2 separate regions of the Ovis aries genome follow, and region 1 is linked to region 2. A link is a contact called in public Hi-C data. All regions are on one chromosome and are shown on one strand. Each heading gives the region's core, a stretch centred on a gene start, on an enhancer-like site or on the middle of the called end of the contact. The rest is flanking DNA. Distances are from core to core; before and after follow the strand shown.

Region 1 (3,959 bases), core at 1,067-3,566, 120 kb after region 2:
AAGGAAAAAAAAAAGAATAACTCTGAGTAGCTCTTTCACCCATGGCTCTGAGTTCCCAGGCTCTGAGTGCCTCATCTGGTGTAAACCCCATGAAGTCTTGGGAGTCAAACATTTTCCAAAGCAGTAACACTAATACAGTCTCCACTGACCCCAAATTTAGGAATTAACCTCAGATATACCATCTTCAAGATACAGACCTCAAGTCCAGATGGCTCTATTTAGAAAATTCTAGAGTAGGAGAGTTCAGCCACTCAGAATACTGCACCATATTGGCTATGGCCTCAAGCCCACTGATTTAAAAATCTTGCCCTCTCCATACAGGCCCCCAAATCCACTCATTTGCATGCACAGATGAGGCCATGCAAGAGCTGCCTTCATACCCAATGCCCTTGCTGGTTCTTATCCTCACCTGTTTTCCAGGAGGGTCATGCACACCACCTCTCGCACCCCGGGGTTGTTGGCCTTCTCCACTGAACAGCCCTGCAAGTTCCAGGTGGCCAGCCTCAGCACAGGCCGCCCGTCCCTCGTGCCTCCAAAGGCCTCCACCGAGGGCCTCGTGGAGATGATCTGCGTGGGCCCCCCAGGAGGCAGGTCTAGGTCTTCACTCTGCAAGCTTAGCGAGGTGGGGCTGGGGTGAGGCTTGGCGGTGAAGGTCAGACCGCCGTTGGTGTGGGTGGACGGAGGCCTGGACCTCTCGGCAAACACCTGGTGCCGTATCCTGTCCAGGAAGGCGGCATTGATCCCACCCATCCTCACCAGGTCCTCGACGCTGCGGAAGGGCCCGTGCTCACGGCGGTAGTCCACGATGCTGACGGCCATCTTCTCCGTGAGGCCCCGCACGCTCATGAGCTGAGCCGGGGTGGCTGTGTTGATGTTGACACGCGGGGTGAGGGGCACGGCAGCGGCGGCGGCCAGGTGGTGAGGCTGCTGCTCGGCCATCAAGTCCCTCCGCAGGGAGCTGGGGGAGTGCTGCGCCGAGCTGCCCTTGCTGCTCACGCAGATCTCAAATTTGACCTGCTCCAGCTTGGTGGCGCCCACGCCACTGACCAGTGCCAGGTCCTCCACTTTCTTGAAGCCACCGATGTACTCGCGGTACTCCACAATGCTCCGTGCCACCGCGCGCGTCACCCCAGGCAGGGTCATCAGCTCCTCCTCCGTGGCGGTGTTGATGTTAAGTCTCTCCTGGTTGACCAGGATGTTGCTGAAGTTGCAGGCTGCGCTGAACTTGCGACTATGGGACAGGTCCGAGGGGTCCCGGGGGATGGAGCGGTGGCAGCCCAGCGTGCTCCCCATGGCAGGATCAGGAGTCCAGGAAGCCTTTTGGCTAGGGAGGAAGCCCAGTAGACCTCACAGGCACAGAAGGGAAGGTGCAGGATTCAGGGCATGAAATGGTTACCTAGACAAACATTAAATAACCCTGCCCGAGTGTCCAAAACTACCTTTCACTTGGCCACCTGGAAAACAAACACAAATCGATTGAATCAGTTAATCAGTTTGCATTAGCACTCCCTACCTACAGCTGGGATTCCTAGCCAGGAGTCCAGGGCTGATGTCTGTGAACATCAGAAAACACACATAAGGGGGCTGTCCCATGAGGATTTTCCTCTAGTGAAGCTCAATTTTTATCACGTTAGGGTCAAAAACGCTATAAGCAGCTTCTTCTGGAAAGAGACCTATCCCCACCAGCCTACACCTCTCCTCCTTGCCTCTCAACTCTTACAGCACTGGGGCCATCTCCCCGCCTCCAGTCGCTCGTATTTAAACTCTCAGGCAAAAGGGAGTGGGCATCCCCACGGGCCCTGCTCCTGACACTCAGCACCACCAGCAACTTTGGAATTCCATCCTCACTAGTGCGGGCACGGAGAAAGGGTTTATCTTCCTCTACCAGATTCGGCGCCGTTCCTAGCGCCCCACCTCTCAGCTGCTCCTTCGGGGCGTCCTCCTTCCACCTGCGGCTCCGAAGCCTGAGCCCAGCCAGGGACAGCGCCGGCGCAAGTGCTGATCAGCGGCTGGTCGCGGGATCCCTCCCACGCCACCCCGGGCCGCGCGTCCCAGCTGTTTCTGCTGGAGAAAACTCTTGAGTGGCTCTCCCAGAACCGGCAGGAGCTGCAGGGCTTCGCGGAGGCGGCAGCGGCGGTGAAATGCGGCCGCTGCGGCTGCACCAGGTCTTGCGGCTGCACCAGGACTGGCGGCGCTGCCGCAGTTGCGTTCATCCAAACGAAAAGTCCTTCCCCCGACTTGGACGCGGGATCGCAAGAATCCGGTCCAGAGCCCAGCACCAAAGCCGCAGCCGCCTATCGCCGTCTGTGTCAAAGCCAAAGTCCCGGCCGCCAGGCCCGCGCCTCCTCCCGCACTACGGCCACGCCTCCTCGTGAGCGCCAACCCTCCCCCGGACTCCGAGGGCACGTGGGGGCGGGGCCGGAGCTCTAGCCCGGACACCAGGGCGTCAAACCCGAGAGCGTGGGGCGGGCCCTGATGTTCAGGAGGCGGGGCCGCGGGGCGCGGGGGCGGTGCCAGGACGCGAGATGGTGGAATGCAAGGCCCAAGAGTGTGAGAGCCGGGGCTATGCTGCGAGAGGGCTGGCCCCAGCGCGAAGAGGTGGTGATGGAACCCCGAAAGCAGAAGCAGGGTCTGGGCGGAAGGGGGCGGGCCCCAGGAGCGTGGAGGCGAGGCTTAGAGGCTGAAGAGGCGGGGCCGACGCCACCCGTGCAGCGGCTGGTCAACCGAAGGCTGTTCTCCGGTCCGCTGCCCCCGAGCTCAGGTTGCTATCAGGGACCAAAGACTGGGTGCACGGCATAGAGGGTTTTTAGTCTCGCCCGAGACGGGACTCCCGACAGCTTTTCGGTGGGCTGCAGCTAGGGGTGCGGCAAACGCTACCGGGCCATCAGCCCAAATTTAGTCCGTCTTTGGGGCAGTGGGGACAGGGCGAAGACACTCCCTGTGTGGGAGGCACACCTACGGGTCCGGAGCCTAGCCTGTGTTCTGAGAACATTCGAGGACTGAATGGGAACTTTTTATCTTCCGCCGCCCTCTTTCGTCCTCCTCTTTTCTTCCTCTTGTGTATTACCTTTACCCTGCTTACATACAACCCTAGCAACTCCATGCTACTAAGAGAGGGCGGACACCGCCGGTTAGTTGTGTTCGCGTAGGTCACTTGCTGCGTTGCTCATTTGCACGTTTAGCGCTCTGAGTAAATACGGATATTTTCTGTAAGAATTAAATCTAGTTATTAAGGAGGAAGAACATGCTAGTTGGAAATGGAAGCTGGCTTCTCAAAATTCAGAAGGGTTTTTGCATCATGCCACTAAACGACAGTTTAAAAATTAAAGAGTCGGCTGTATTACAGCGAATACATGGAGCTGCTGCTGCTGCTAAGTCGCTTCAGTCGTGTCCGACTCTGTGCGACCCCATAGACGGCAGCCCACCAGGCTCCTCTGTCCCTGGGGTTCTCCAGGCAAGAATACTGGAGTGGGTTGCCATTTCCTTCTCCAATGCATAAAAGTGAAAGTGAAGTCGCTCAGTCGTCCCCGACTCTTAGCGACCCCATGGAGATTCAGCTAAACAAACCATGAGGTGGTACCACTGAATACTTTGATCCTGGGTGTTCATTGACCTCTGAAGTTTCATCCCCAATCAATGTGACCGATGTTTCTGCTTTAAATTCCTCAGGCTAGGTCAGCAAAAAAAAACTCTCAGGGAAGGCAGAGATACTTCAGAGGTGAAATGTGAGCCAAGCAAGACTTGACAAAACGCTGTTGCCTTTCTTTGTATACTGGTTGGGACTCTTAATTGCAGATGACAGAAATCCAAGTCAAACTAGCTAGACAAAAAAAGGGCATTTGTGGGGGAAAGTCAGGGAATAGATCTTACTTATGTTCCTCATGACTGTGTGCAGCCCAAAAGCCAACAGGATCTTGTCTGACCCTCTTTATCTCCTCTACTTGCTTCCTCACCCTAGC
Region 2 (3,629 bases), core at 19-2,518:
GAAAACCTTCTTTAAGCTTTTACTGATCCAGATGTTGTCCAGAGTCTTCGAGCCTTGAGGATTCTTGGTGCTGATGTTGGTAAAGGTGTGTGCGGGGATCAGGTGGTGGAATTTTTCTTTCCTCAAGATATCATAGTCACTGCTGTCTGGCCCCTGGCCAAAATCCCCTAAAACTATCACGTCTTTTTCTCCTAGAAGTGGAAGAGAGAAATTCAGAAATGTAAGAGGTGGTGGGAAGTTAACCCAGCACTGACCACCACTCATTTAAGTAGGATCGTGAGTGTCTGATCTGACTCTCCAGGATTAGGACTGTGGCATGGTTCTTATTCTCCCAATTCTTCCAAGTTCCTTGTGCAACACCCCCTCACCGCCCCCCGACCCCACACCCAAGCTCCCAGAGTAGGTTAGTGACACATTAGGTTGGTGTGATGTCAACATCACCTCTGTTCTGGATCATGGGTTCCGAATCTCGTAGCACAGAAAGGCCCTAAGGGTCTTGCCCAGATCGTTAACAAAAGCTCAACAAACATTTATTGAGCACAGAAGGAAGCCCGAGTGGAGACACAGGAAGAAGACAGTCATCTGTAAGCCGAGGAGAGGCCTCAGAAGGAACCGACCCTGCCAACACCTTGATCATGGACTTCCTAGCCTTCAGGACTGTAAGAAAATAAATGCCTGTTGTTTAAGCCATCCAGTCTGTGGTGTTTTGTTATGGAACCCCAGCACACTAATATAGGGCAAAATACTTTAAAGTATTTTCAACAGCTCTCTCAAACTCTAGTTTGATTTACAAGAGTAAGTGGGATAGTTATGAAGTATTTTCCCAAGTGAGGAGACATTCAGAAAAGGACAGTGAGACCCAACTTGGCTCCCTGGGATTCCCGTCCACTGCCTGACCATCACTTCCTGTCTCGAAGCTCCCCTCAGGAGAGCCACGTTATCACAGGGAGAAACATTGCAAGGAAAGCTTTAAAGAAAGCAGTTCATAACCAAGGGCCAAATGCATCTGAGACACTCAACAAATCTTCGTGGACTTGAATACACATCAATAACAAGGGCTGCTGCTGCTGCTAAGTCACTTCAGTTGTGTCCAACTCTGTGTGACCCCATAGACGGCAGCCCACCAGGCTCCCATGTCCCTGGGATTCTCCAGGCAAGAACACTGGAGTGGGTTGCCATTTCCTTCTCCAATGCATGAAAGTGAAAAGTGAAAGGGAAGTCGCTCAGTCGTGAGATTAAGAAATCCAAAGTGAAATGACACAAGCCACCAGCAGAGGGCACTCACGTTCTGCACATGACACCCTCTCCCAGGGGGCCTGAGGGGAGGGAAGGGGATGGAAGGAAGCCCTTCCTGCAGCCACTGTATGACCGACAGAGAGGCATCTGACCCTCATGCTAGAGCCTAACAACCCTGGCACCCAAAGCAGGGCGAGCCCAACTAAGCTGGTCTTGAGAAATCACGGCGAACTTTCAACAGGAAAGTCAACTTATGAATAATACTAATAACAACTCCTACGAGGCCAGTGTCAATGACCCTCCACTGAGTCGTCACCGTGTGCTGGGGACCTCTTGCAGGTAAGAAGCTGAGGCTCTAACCAAAGCCACCAAGCCCTCAAATCCAGGACAAAGAGCTAGGATGGAAAAGCCCCACACGCTTGGAACAGAGCCTGCTGCCTGGCAGACGTAAGAGAAACACGCACGGAAGAAATGGTAAACGAAGCGTGAGGAAAACTGCACAATTAAGGTGCAACGTAGCTTTTAAAAGGAATGAATAGAAAGATGTACCTTTATTAAATTTCAAGGAAAACTTAGGAAAGACTGAGACAAAAGATTTCAATATTATGAGAGGTTTTCATTAGGATACAAACATGAAATATTTGAGCCAAAAGAAGACAGTTCTGGGGTTTTTCCTGGTGGCTCAGTGGTAAAGAATCCACTGGCCAGTGCAAGAGACATGGGTTCAATCCCTGGTCTGGGACGATCCCACATGCCACGGGGCAACTAAGCCCGCGTACCACAACTGTTAAGGCTATGCTCTAGAGCCCCAAAGCCACAGCTGATGAAGACTGCACACCCTACAGCCTGTGCTCCACAACAAGAAAAGCCACTGCAACGAGAAGCCTTTGTGCTGCAACTAGAGAAAGCCCGTGTGCCACAGTGAAGACTCGGCACTGACAAAAAATATATATATATTTTTTTCTTTTAAGAAAAGATATATATATATATATATATATTTTTTTTTCTTTTAAGAAAAGAAAATTCTGAACCCAGGAGAGATGCTGGTGTCAGGCATCAATAAACCAAGCTCTGTGTAACTTCGGGAATGAAAATAATGGCTCATTTTGAATTGGACTGTCCAGGTTTCTTACAATTCATCTACTTCGGTTAAAGCAGTTTGGTGATGACATGGAGACACTCCCTGCCTCTGACAACCCACAGATGTGCAGGGCCCTAAATTCTCCTAGGAAGCTGTCCGCCAGGGTGGGCTCCACAGGTACCCACTGAGTTTCTAGGAGTTAGGGCTTCCCAGGTCTCCCTAGTGGTAAATAACATGCTTGCCAATGCAGGAGACCCAGAAGATGCAGGTTCGACCCCTGGGTCAGGAAGATTCCCCCTGGAGGAGGGCATGGCAATCCACTCCAGTATTCGTGCCTGGAGAATCCCACGGCCAGAGGAGCCGCCTGGCAGGCTAGTCTCTGGGGCCACAAAGAATCAGACACTACTGAGTGCACACATTTTCCAGGAGTGAAGGGATAATATTTGGGGCTGACTTTCTCAGAGTCCTAGATTTATAAAATGCCAGCGACAATAGCAGGAGCCCGGCCCCACTAGGGGTAAGTCTTACTCAGATGCCAAGCATGACCCTGCCTTGTTTGACTCTTGCTGAAATTCCATCAGTGGATGGGCACCCCACCCTGAGCCCTCACTGACGTCAGTCAACCTGGGCGCACGTTCCAGACAAAGGTGGAAAGGTCCAGAGTTTGCTAATCAAGCCGACTCTGTTTGCTCTGATAGAAAGAAGCCTGTGGAATAAAGTTCAGTCTTTGTTTGAGCCAAGCTGCCTCTGCTCATCGATTTACCCGAGCTGCCGCTTGGGCAGGTTGCAGCACTTCCTGATTCCACGGCTCTGCTGTGTCACCAGTTAACAATAGGCTGGACGTTAGTTAAATGCAGGGGGACACGGGGACATGAGTCACTGTCCTTACCTGGGCACGTCAAAGCTGAGTCAGACTGTGGCTCAATCGTCCCTGGCAGCTTGAAACAATACGCTGCCCAGGTCTTCTGACAAACACCTGATCCCTACCAGAATTATCCGAAAAGATAGCAGGGCCTATGGTTATCAGAGAAGTAAGGGACTGGCACATTCCCTTCCTCCTTCCATATAAAGCAAAAGTTTGAAATCAAGAACAACAGAAATGTCCAGAGTTTTAAAAGCTGTCAAGTCATCCTTCATAATGGGTTAGAGTCTAGCCGTGGGTGAACAATCTCCCACATGGTTGCTCCTTGGATGAAGTACCTTGACTTAAACAGCTTTCTGACTTTTTTTTTTAGCCCAAAGACTCACAATTTAAGGAGAACGCTATTCGCAGCACATCCTGGTTTGAAATGTAAGCTGTACCTCAATGTTC

The links. Hi-C and Micro-C count contacts between places; a contact is called where the count stands out from the background.
Region 1: a Hi-C map of liver shows a contact between it and region 2, with 3 times the contacts expected there. The contact joins the promoter of EEPD1 here to the enhancer-like site in region 2. A contact is called at or near these places in 5 of 16 Hi-C or Micro-C datasets (blood, hypothalamus, liver and 2 more).

Annotation. Positions count from the first base shown.
Region 1 is chr4:62,670,962-62,674,920 of ARS-UI_Ramb_v3.0, forward strand. EEPD1 (endonuclease/exonuclease/phosphatase family domain containing 1) reads right to left here and starts at 2,317. Exons shown (of 8, transcript XM_060415022.1): 1 at 1,915-2,317; 2 at 410-1,454. The coding sequence starts at 1,293.
Region 2 is chr4:62,554,908-62,558,536 of ARS-UI_Ramb_v3.0, forward strand. EEPD1 (endonuclease/exonuclease/phosphatase family domain containing 1) reads right to left here. Exons shown (of 8, transcript XM_060415022.1): 7 at 1-191. Among named protein-coding and RNA genes, the nearest start is that of EEPD1, 120 kb to the right of the region's middle. Within about 2 kb of position 1,269, at least 10 of the 54 cell types and tissues checked have an H3K27ac peak or open chromatin away from gene starts, as enhancers often do. A contact at or near this core is called in liver and tail adipose tissue, where this site is marked.